Regions from separate parts of the Pan troglodytes genome. Here region 1 is linked to region 2. The links are chromatin contacts, called in public Hi-C maps. All regions are on one chromosome and are shown on one strand. Each heading gives the region's core, a stretch centred on a gene start, on an enhancer-like site or on the middle of the called end of the contact. The rest is flanking DNA. Distances are from core to core; before and after follow the strand shown. Region 1 overlaps FADS2 (fatty acid desaturase 2). Region 2 overlaps FADS2 (fatty acid desaturase 2).

The links. A called contact is a pair of places that touch in the nucleus more often than the background predicts.
Region 1: a contact with region 2 is called in a Hi-C map of induced pluripotent stem cells, with 1.7 times the contacts expected there. The contact joins two enhancer-like sites. A contact is called at or near these places in 3 of 7 Hi-C or Micro-C datasets (induced pluripotent stem cells and stem cell-derived neural progenitor cells) and 1 of 1 datasets of contacts at active chromatin or transcription factors (stem cell-derived excitatory neurons).

Annotation. Positions count from the first base shown.
Region 1 is chr9:64,181,601-64,187,457 of NHGRI_mPanTro3-v2.0_pri, forward strand. FADS2 (fatty acid desaturase 2) reads left to right here. Exons shown (of 13, transcript NM_001364482.1): 13 at 1-1,436. Among named protein-coding and RNA genes, the nearest start is that of FADS3, 23 kb to the right of the region's middle. Within about 2 kb of position 3,816, at least 5 of the 24 cell types and tissues checked have an H3K27ac peak or open chromatin away from gene starts, as enhancers often do. A contact at or near this core is called in induced pluripotent stem cells and stem cell-derived neural progenitor cells, where this site is marked.
Region 2 is chr9:64,147,434-64,152,792 of NHGRI_mPanTro3-v2.0_pri, forward strand. FADS2 (fatty acid desaturase 2) reads left to right here. Exons shown (of 13, transcript NM_001364482.1): 2 at 4,914-4,988. Among named protein-coding and RNA genes, the nearest start is that of FADS2, 7.0 kb to the left of the region's middle. Within about 2 kb of position 2,503, at least 7 of the 24 cell types and tissues checked have an H3K27ac peak or open chromatin away from gene starts, as enhancers often do. A contact at or near this core is called in induced pluripotent stem cells and stem cell-derived neural progenitor cells, where this site is marked.

The DNA of each region.
Region 1 (5,857 bases), core at 2,566-5,065, 35 kb after region 2:
CCTCCCAGTGCCTCCCAGCCGCTTCTTCCAAGGAGCAGAGAAGTGGCCACCGGGGGTGGCTCTGTCCTACCTCCACTCTCTGCCCCTAAAGATGGGAGGAGACCAGCGGTCCATGGGTCTGGCCTGTGAGTCTCCCCTTGCAGCCTGGTCACTAGGCCTCACCCCCGCTTTGGTTCTTCAGATGCTCTTGGGGTTCGTAGGGGCAGGTCCTAGTCGGGCAGGGCCCCTGACCCTTCCGGCCTGGCTTCACTCTCCCTGACGGCTGCCATTGGTCCACCCTTTCGTAGAGAGGCCTGCTTTGTTACAAAGCTCGGGTCTCCCTCCTGCAGCTCGGTTAAGTACCCGAGGCCTCTCTTAAGATGTCCAGGGCCCCAGGCCTGCGGGCACAGCCAGCCCAAACCTTGGGCCCTGGAAGAGTCCTCCACCCCATCACTAGAGTGCTCTGACCCTGGGCTTTCACGGGCCCCATTCCACCGCCTCCCCAACTTGAGCCTGTGACCTTGGGACCAACGGGGGAGTCCCTCGTCTCTTGCGACTCAGCAGAGGCAGTGGCCACGTTCAGGGAGGGGCCAGCTGGCCTGGAGGCTCAGCCCACCCTCCAGCTTTTCCTCAGGGTGTCCTGAGGTCCAAGATTCTGGAGCAATCTGACCCTTCTCCAAATGCTCTGTTATCAGCTGGGCAGTGCCAGCCAATCCCTGGCCATTTGGCCCCAGGGGACGTGGGCCCTGCAGGCTGCAGGAGGGCACTGGAGCTGGGAGGTCTCGTCCCAGCCCTCCCCATCTCGGGGCTGCTGTGTGGACGGCGCTGCCTCAGGCACTCTCCTGTCTGAACCTGCCCTTACTGTGTTTAACCTGTTGCTCCAGGATGCATTCTGATAGGAGGGGGCGGCAGGGCTGGGCCTTGGGACAATCTGCCTTTCACCACATGGCCTTGCCTCGGTGGCCCTGACTGTCAGGGAGGGCCAGGGAGGCAGAGCGGGAGGGAGTCTCAGGAGGAGGCTGCCCTGAGGGGCTGGGGAGGGGGGTACCTCATGAGGACCAGGGTGGAGCTGAGAAGAGGAGGAGGCGGGGGCTGGAGGTGCTGGTAGCTGAGGGGACGGGCAAGTGAGAGGGGAGGGAGGGAAGTCCTGGGAGGATCCTGAGCTGCTGTTGCAGTCTAACCCACTAATCAGTTCTTAGATTCAGGGGAAGGGCAGGCACCAACAACTCAGAATGGGGGCTTTCGGGGAGGGCGCCTAGTCCCCCCAGCTCTAAGCAGCCAGGAGGGACCTGCAACTAAGCATCTGGGTTGCCATGGCAATGGCATGCCCCCCAGCTACTGTATGCCCCCGACCCCCGCAGAGGCAGAATGAACCCATAGGGAGCTGATCGTAATGTTTATCATGTTGCTTCCCCACCCCTACATTTTTTGAAATAAAATAAGGAATTTTATTCTCACTTCCTGTGTTTCCTGCACGCCAATGCCAGGCCATGGTATTGGGTGATAGATGAGGCCCTTCTAGCTGGGCCTGGGCACCAGGAGGAGTCCCCATGCTTGCATCTCTCTGTATCCCCTCCCTCCCCTGTGGCCATCCCACCCGCCTCTCCCTGCTGCCTCTGAAATTCATTCTGGGGCCCGGAACTTGGTGGAAATGACCCAAAAACATTGGCCCATCTTCCTCCTCTCAGCAGCCGACCCCAGCCCAATTCTAAAACAGGGCTGAGAGCCACCTCTCAGCAGCTGACCCCTACCCAAGGCGGGTGGCATGGAGGGGCTTGCAGAGACTCTTCCTAACATCCTCCCTCCCCAGCTGTCTCCCCAAGTGCAATCTGCCCTCCCATCCCTGGGCCAGCCGGCTTCCACAGAGCGCCAGGCCAAACAGAATTCCTGGCCTCCTTGGAAGGGGCTGGAGAAGGCCGGGCGCGGTGGCTCATGCCTGTACTCCCAGCACTTTGGGAGGCCGAGGCGGGCAGATCACAAAGTCAAGAGATCGAGACCATCCTGGCCAACATGGTGAAACCCCGTTTCTACTAAAAATACAAAAATTAGGCTGGGTGCGGTGGCTCACGCCTGTAATCCCAGCACTTTGGGAGGCCGAGGCGGGCAGATCACGAGGTCAGGAGATCAAGACCATCCTGGCTAACACGGTGAAACCCCGTCTCTACTAAAAATACAAAAAATTAGCCGGGCGAGGTGGCGGGTGCCTGTAGTCCCAGCTACGTGGGAGGCTGAGGCAAGAGAATGGCGTGAACCCCGGCGGGGCAGAGCCTGCAGAGAGCTGAGATCACACCACTGTACTCCAGCCTGGGCGACAGCGAGACTCCGTCTCAAAAAAAAAAAAAAAAAAAAAATTAGCTGGGCATGGTGGTGTGTGCCTGCAGTCCCAGCTACTCAGGAGGCTGAGACAGGAGAATTGCTTGAACCTGGGAGGCAGAGGTTGCAGTGAGCCAAGATCGCTCACTCCAGCCTAGCGACAGAGTGAGACTCTGTCTCAAATAAATAAATTAATTAATTAATTAAATTAAATAAAAAGGGGGCCGAAGAAGGCTCTGGAGGCTGATGATTCTTTTTGTGGCTCCCATGCCCATATATGCAATGGCTCATTCAGAACCCACAGGCTGTTGGGGGGCTGATATCATCCTAGCTCAGGGTCACCAGTTCATAGGCACAGAGATTGGATCCTAGGTCTGTCTGACCCCAGAGGCTGGGAAGAGTCTAAAACAACATGCCAGGGGCACTTGTACAGTTGGCCTCCCATGGACCCCCATGCTGCTCCGTCATCGTCTCTGGGCTGGCTTTCCTGGCAGGGCTGATCCTGGGAAAGTGTGCCAAGGAAGGGCCAAGAGGCACTGGCTAGTTAACACCTTGGGGCCTCCCCTTGGCTTTGTAGCTGCTCCCAGCAGGGCTGGGGAGGGCTCCTGAGTAGACCTCAGCCCCCGCCTGCTTCCCTGACCCCCGCTTTGCCTGGCCAAAATCCAGCCAGGTAGGGACAGCCAGCAGACTGGCTGGGGTACGTATGGCTCCCCAGTGGCCACAGGGTGTCCTGAGTAGGGCCTGGCATTACAGAAGCCCTGAGCGAGGTGGCCGACTCACCCCAGATTCACCAAGTGGCTCTGGGGAGTCCTTTGCCCTCCCTGGCCCTGTGGGCCATAGTCCACAGGGGCAGGCTAGAGGGGCCCCAAGGATGCCATTATCTCAACACCCGCTTACCCTAGGCCTTGCCCTCCTGGTGGACCCGCTGGCAGTGGCCTTCAAGGTTACAAGACCCTGGCAGGCACGGCTCCCACCCTCTGCCCTGTGCCTGTGACCCGCCTCCAGGATGGCGACCAGCCCAGGCCTCCCAACCCTACCAGTTGGAAATCCATGGGTCCATCACCCATAACAACCAGGGGGCTTGGAGTTGGGGATACTGGAGGCCAGATGGACGCTGGGGCTATGAGGGCACCAGGTAAATCTTGGCCTAGCCTCACCAGGCACTTGGAGCTTCTCTGACTTCCCCAGCCCCACCCAGCCCCGCCTTGCCCTTGAATACTTCCCTGGGTCAAGAAGCTGAGGACATTCATATCTGCTCTCTGCTTAAGCGCCCCCTCCTGTCCCTGTACTCAGCTGACCCCCTTGCCAACACACCCAGAATTGTGAGTTTCTAATCCCTATCCCCTGCCAAAGTCATGGTGCCCCAATATTCAAGGCCCTGAGCAATCAAACCCCAACACCTCCATCATGGGTGAAGAGGCTGAGCCCAGAGAGAGGACAGGACTGCAGCAGGCCACACAGCAGCAGGACCCTGCTCCTAACCCGCAGGCTCCTGGCCACCTCTCCTGCACAGAAAGGGCTGGTTCCCAGACCCTGCCCCCATCACGTCAAATGTCAGACAGCTCCCAGGAGGCCCAGCGGCTGGCTGGAGGAGTGGGGGCAGTGGAAGGCAGTTAGTCTCTGAGGAGGAGATAAGGGCAGGGTAGCTACGCAGATAAAAGGGTATCAGCTTTGTGGGTAGCGGGGACATCTGCAGCCCCATGTCTAAGCTGTGTGTGTGTGTGGGGCGGGGGAGGGTGCTGTGGCACCACAGGCAGATCCTCGGGGTGTCTGGCTGGACACTCCGAAGCCCTCGTGCCTACTCGGAGGGGAGAGGAAGCCTTTACCAAGCTGGACCAGGGCAGAGCTGGCAGCCACTGGGGCTGGGCTTGGGCTGCCATCAGGAGTGGCTGGCCATTGCTTGTGTGACACAGTGCCTTGGGCCCATCGGGACTCCTCAGCGAGCCGGGCTGCACCCTCCCCCGAGAGGTGTGCCCCTCTGGACAAAGAAGCTGCCTCTCAAAGAGTTCCTGTTCCAACATCTGAGAGGGAAATGGGGCGCGGTGGGGACGGCTTGCCCCAGGCTGAAACGCCACTGCCCTCGGGACTGGTTTTCCTTTTCTCAGCCGACTGGCTTCATGTGGCCAGTGCATACACGGAACAAGCAGCCCCCCAGCGTGCTGAGATTTCAGGATCACGTCCCCATCGTCCTCCACCATCACAAACACTTTGCTTTGGATTTTAAAGGCATTCAGGTCTTTCTTCTAAATCGTCCCATTCAAGAGCAAGTGTCCAAGAGAAAGAGTGACAGCAGCCAAGAGCTTGGAATAGGCCAAGCTCCCAGTAGTTGTGGTGGCTCATTGCCTGAGGACATAGTGTGGTGGGGGGAGGAACCTTGAGAAACCCATGGCCTGTCCCGTCACAAAAGAGTTTGTTGACCCCCTGCTCCCCTCCAGCTACTCCCAACACACCAGGCAGGGGCTGGCTCTTGGGCATCATCATTTCCAACATCTGCCTGGGCTGGGAGACCCGTAGCAAATGTTGATGATCAAAGGAACAAACCAACACTGCGGTTATGGTTTCCCTCGGGAGCTGTTTCTCCTCCGGGCCCACACCTGTTGTACAGACAATAAAAAAGGAACACGGTTTCTCAGAGGTTCAGAGGTTCCACCAAAGCCTCTTTCCTTTTACAAACCTGGCCCCTGTGCCCTAAGCCTTTGTTCTGAGACTAAGAGACCTACAGATGGAGAAGGGGGAGCTCAGCTCAGGACTGAGGGTGACCTGTTCCCAGGGGATCTAGCATGGGGGACAGTGGGACAAGAGCAAAGATTCCCCTGCCAGTGATGGGTCCCAGGTGGTCCGGAGAAACCTAGGAGTGGCTGCTGAGGGCGGGGCCTCCCAGGGGTCCGCAAAGCAAGTTACCAGGGACAGTAGGGAGCACGGCCCGCCCCACACTGGCGCAGATGCTCCGGGCGCCCCTGGGTGGCGCTGCAGGCTCGGCTGTCGTGGATCCTCGGTGTTAGCATCTCCCTGGCGAGCGCCTCGGAGCCAGCGCACAGCGATCTCTACCAGGGTGTGGACGGAGGGAATGCCATTCGGAGCCTGCGCTGGCTCAGGGCGCCCGCGTGGCACTAGGAGCCAACAGGATTTAAACAGGCGGTGACAGGAAGGGGGAGTCCCTGCAGAGGGAACAGCCTGTGCAGAGACCCTGAATGCAAGGCACGCCCTGGCCATGAGAAGCGTGTGTCTGAGGCAGGAAGTACCTTTCAAGGAGCATCCAATCTTACCCTCGGCTGAAAACTGAGGCTCAGGGAAGGCAAAAAAGAACTTGCCCTAGGTGACAGAGCAAATGGTCATCCTGGGGAACTGGGTTGTGTGCACAAAATTTGTGAATAAACTGAGCCTGCTGCTGTGCCCTTTGCTAAGAGCCTTTCTTCCATCACCCTAGGTACTGCTGCTCAGAGGGGTCAAGGAACTCCCCCAAGGTCACACAGCCTGCATCCTGGCAGAAACAGGACTTGCCCCCACCCCACCCCACCCCCAAGTCTGTCTGACTTGAGTGGATCCGGTGGGGCTGGGTGGCACC
Region 2 (5,359 bases), core at 1,253-3,752:
CAGGAGACCTGGGTTCCAGCCCCAGCTTTATGAATTCCCAGGCCTGGAGGGCAGCGCCATCTCCCCAGCTGAGATCTGGGTGGGAGCTGTCCAATTCCTGTGGCTGCAGCCTCAGCATCCCCAGGAAGCAGTTCTGAGATGAAAGTGGAGAATGGCATCAATTTCTTCATGCCCATGTTGCCTTTGTAGGGGCCTGTCTCCTGTGCAGCCCTGCCTTTCTGCCCTCAGGGTAGTGCCTGGACCCTGTGTTATGGGGGAGGCTCTCACTGCAGGGCTCTTTGGCCACAGAGCACTGCCCCACCAGCCTCCATTGCTTCTTTCCTTGGAGGGGACATGGCATAGGGGCTTCCTGCCCTGCCTGCCTCTCTCTGCTGCAGAAAGGAAGTCAGCGTCCCTGTCTTGCTCTTCATTTCCACTGGAGAATGCGAGGGTCCCTCCTGTGCATCTCCACACTCTTAGATCACTTGTTCCATAAAGTTCTGGTCCGCAGGGCTGCCACCTACTGCACTGTGTGCCCTGTGCTTGCCCGTGCTGCACTTCCCAAATCCTAGGCAAAGTGCCCAGTTGTTCAGCGTTCGATCAGAGATTAGCCTTGCTCCCCAGAGGACATGGGCACGGCCATAAACAAATCCTGGCACCAGGTTCTCAGTGGATGGCGAGCAACTGTGAGTTGTACCCAGAGTGGGGCAGGGGCAGGGAAAATGTCCCTGTGGAGAAGTTGACTGGCATCAGACCTGGGTGATGGCAGAAGCAGGAACTGGCAAAGAGCGAAGTGTGACAAGCGCTTCAGAATCAGGGTGTTCTGACCTCCCCACCTCACACACCTGCCCTGCCGAGGCGGGTGCATCTCTGCTTTCTCCACCTGTTTACCAATCCTTTCTCTTCCCCATGTCCCGGGTCCTCTTCCTGGAAAGTCTCTGGCTTCTCTCCCGTTACACTAGGATAGAGCCTAGTTCCAATTCTTGGTCCAAAGACAAAGTTTGGGTTGGCCCTCCCTTGCCTTGAATCCTGGTCTGCCTTATACCTGCCAGATATTTCTGTAACCCGGCAGGTGCTGGAAACCTTCTGCCAGCGTGTGAGACACATTTATGGCAATGTGAAGGGAGAGACACAAAATATAATCACCTCTCAGGGAGGAGGACACTCGTGTTGAGGGAAGCCTTTGTACGAACAGCGGGCAATGCTCAAGGTAGCCACATGTGACTCAAACTCTGCTCAGCTCATTCCCAAGTGTGATAGTGGGCAGGTGGCTCTGCCAACCTACGCCTGATTTCTTATCTCTAAAAAAGGACCTGCCTCACGAAGTTTGGTAAAGATTCCTGGCTGATGTATGCAAGCCACTCCCATGGCCCCGTGGCTCGCCTGCGTCACCTCAGCAGGTGGCAGCTGTAGCAACCACCAGCGTGGGGATGCCGGAGAAGACTTTTGGTGTTCCAGAGGCAGAAGCCAAGTTGTGTGAAACGCAGAAGAGGACAAGTGTCTGGTCATGACTGCACAGTGGGAAAGTATGAGATCAGAGTGTGTGCAGCTGTGGGGTCCTGGGTCCATTCATTCCCTCGTGAGCCATCTTATTAGGCCCCGTTACAGGCACTGTGTTTATTGCAGCGAACAAGACAGGTGCAGGCCTTCCCAACTGGGGTTTATGCTCCAGCAGGGGACGCAGGCCATAAACAAGTGGGTACGTCACGCAGTCTGATGACGAACCTTGATGACTGCTATGAAGATCTAACAGGGCAATGACCCAGGGAAGGCCCAGGGCTGGGAGAGCTCTTTTGGATGTGATGTTGGGAAAAGCCTCTTGGAGGTGATGTTGAGGCTGAGTCCCGAATGGAGGCAGCCCTGGTGTGGAAAGGAGCGTGGTATGTTCAAGGGCGGTCCACACCAGGCCTGCTCGGAAAGCTGCCACATTGACCATGGGCAAGGAGCTGATCCAACAGACTGCTCGGTTTTCTAAAACGGCAGGAAGCGTGTGGCACGTGAGAAAAGAGTCCTTAGAGGCAGATGGACCTGGATTTGATCCTGGCTCTGCCACCTGGAGCCCAGGACTTTGCTTCCTGAGCTCCTGCATCTTCATCTCAGAAGTTGGGGCTTAAGGCCTAAGGGAGTAACATGAGCAACACTCCTGGCTCCCTGCCTGGCGCATGCCCATTACCCCTGGGCTCAGGGAGGTGAGGCTGCCCGAGAGCCCTCTGGAAATGGCTGAGGAGCAACCAAGGTCAAGGCAGGGCTCGTCATCTGTCTGCTCCCTTGGAGTTGGAACCTAGACTGCAGGGTTCGGGTGTGGGGAGGCAGCAGGAGTGGAGATAAGTCTATTTGCAAGCCATTGAGTCTTGCCTTTCAATGAGACAAGAGGAATCCATTAGTTATCAGCCACTGCAGCTGCTTCTCAGGAAACTGCCTTACCAGGGACTTCCTGTTCATTTCTCAAAGGCCGTGGTGTGATGTGAGGAGGACCAATGAAGGGGCTTTTTCAGGCCCAGCCCTGGGCCCTGACTTTGGCAGCTCCTCCGGGCCTCTCCCAGGGCCTTGCTCATTTTGCATAGGCGGCTGAGGCTCTGGTGGGGACTGATCACCCCACCCAGAGCCAGCAAAGCTGGTCACCACTGCAACCCTGGGCTCCTCCCTGCCCGCACCCTGGGCCTCCTCCCTGCCTGCCCCCAGGGCCTCCTCCCTGCCTCCCCAGGGACTTCTCCCTGCCTCCCCAGGGCCCTGGAATAGCACATCTCTTTTCCCTGAAAATACTCTTGACCTGATCCTCTGCTACCATCCCTTTTCGGCTCGGCTAATGGGTCACAGGCATTTTTTAAGAAACCGTGGGCCCAGTTTTCTCCTGCACGAAGTGTTGCTTTGTCAGTCTGTTCTGGACACAAATAGAACAAAGACCAAGCAAAGGACTTGATGCCAGTGATGCAGTAAGGAGATGATGGGAGACTGGCAGTTACCCTTGGGAGATCCTTACGTGTGGGGGTGAAAAGATTTCCAGGAGTGGTTAGCACTTTCTCCACCTTCCCCCGACCCTTTTTTTTTTTTTTTTTGAGATGGAGTCTCGCTCTGTCGCCAGGCTGGAGTGCAGTGGCACCATCTCAGCTCACTGCAACCTTCCACCTCCCTGGCTAAAGCAATTCCCTGCCTCAACCTCCCAAGTAGCTGGGATTACGGGCGTGTGCCACCACACCTGGCTAATTTTTTTTTTTTTTTTTTTTTTGTATTTTTAGTAGAGACGGGGTTTCACCATGTTGGCCAGTCTGATCTCAAACTTCTGGCCTCAGGCAATCCGCCGCCTCGGCCTCCCAAAGTGCTGGGATTACCACACCCGGCCCCCTCTTCTTTTTAATTTTGAAATTTTCCCAACATCCTTAAATGTTGAAGGAACAAGCAAACACCTGTGTATCCTCAACCAAGATTCACTAGTCTTAACATTTTGCCACATTTGCGTTTTTCCTCTTTATATGTGTGCAGTTGCCTTTTGAAAATAAGCTGCGTCATTGTGTGATCACATCCCTAAGGTCTTCATCATTTCCGGAGAAAAAAGGAAGAGATGCTCTAACATCATCACAGTACCTTTGTCACATTTAAGAAAATTAATAGTAATTCCTTGATATGATCAAATATCTGGTCCATATTCATTTTTTCTCATTCAACTCCCGAAAAACCTGGTATAACTTATTTTTTCCTTCAAGTGAGAGCCTGTCACATTAAAGAATTGCAGGATGTTGTTTTGTTTGTTTGTTTTTTGAGTCAAAGTCTCACTCTGTCGCCCAGGCTGGAGTGCAGTGGTGCAATCTTGGCTCACTGCAACCTCCACCTCCTGGTTTCAAAGGATTCTCATGCCTCAGCCTCCTGAGCAGCTGGGATTACAGGCGTGCGCCGCTACACCTGGCTAATTTTTGTATTTTCAGTAGAGGTGGGATTTCACCATGTTGCCCAGGCCGATCTCAAACTCCTAACTTCAGGTGATCGCCCTGCCTCGGCTTCCCAAAGTGCTGGGATTACAGGCATGAGCCACTGTGCCCGGCCTGTTTGTTTTTTGAGACAGGGTCTCACTCTCTTGCCCAGGCTGGAGTGCAGTGGCACCATCATTGCTTATTGTATCTTCCTGCCTCAGCCTCCCGAGTAACTGGAGTTATTGGTGCAGGCCACCATGCCTGGCTAATTTTGTTTATTCTTAGTAGAGACAGGGGTCTTGCTATGTTACTCAGGCTGGTCTTGAACTCCTGGCCTCAAGTGATCCTCCTGCCTCTGCCTCCCAAAGTGCTGGGATTACAGGCATGAGCCCCTGCGACCAGTCAAGAGTTGCAGTTTTTATATCATTTTAGTCTCTTTTAATCTAGACCATGCTTCTGTACTTTTGTTTTTTCCACAAACTTGTATGTTTTTCCCCAGCTATATTGATTTTCCTGATTGTTTCTCATGGTGGAGTTTGACTGGTTTGCCAATCCTACCAATGTCTGGAAGCTTGATTTGATGCAGATTACACAGTGTTCACCACTGGGACATTCTATTGCATCACCTCAGGGGAGCCTGGTGCTGGCTCATCTCTAATAGAAATACTAGATTTTTTATGAGATAATTCATGTAATATGCATAATATGTATAGAAAAAAGCTGGAAGGAAAAATGCTAAAATATTAGCAATAATGACCACTTTCTGGGTGATATTTATTTTCCTCTTTATTCTGCTGTGCCTTTTCTAACTTGGCCAAAACTCAGCACGTTTTTACTTTATAATTGGGAAAAAAAGATTAAAATGTGTATCATTATAGCAGTGTTAGAGTTTGGAAAGTAATGAAAATAAAGCAAGGCATAATCCAACTACCTTAACATGTGCAATAATAGCCTAGATCCTCCTAGGCTTTTTTTCAGGAACGCTTTTTACATAATTCTGTGTTTATTTTTTTGTTTACTTCATCACAGCACATTTCCAGTGCCATGGTAGTATTCGGTCTTGTCCTTTTCATTGACAACCCTGGACATGTAGGTGAGGAACTGGTAAGAGATGGTGGGTGGTGCGGTTTGTGCACCATGCAAGGCACTCAGCTCACGAGCAGTCGAGGCTCAAGTCCTCCCTGAGCCCCGTGTCTGCCTGGTGCGCCTTCCTGGAGGGTCACCATTTCCCGACCTGCCCAAAGGCAGCCTATGCATCTATTCACAAACCCCTGGGGAGTGTAGCATGCCTGCACCAGCACAGAAGCGCAGGTGGCTGTTGCCATTGGCGTTGGGCACTGAGGGCTTTGTCCTGGAAAAATGCTGGAGATGGCATTTGGGGCCAGATCACAGGAGACCCCGTTTGGTGTCTGGGTGCGCACATGGAGCTGTTGCTGGTGAGCACTGTCCTCCTTGGGGCCCAAGAGCAGACAGAG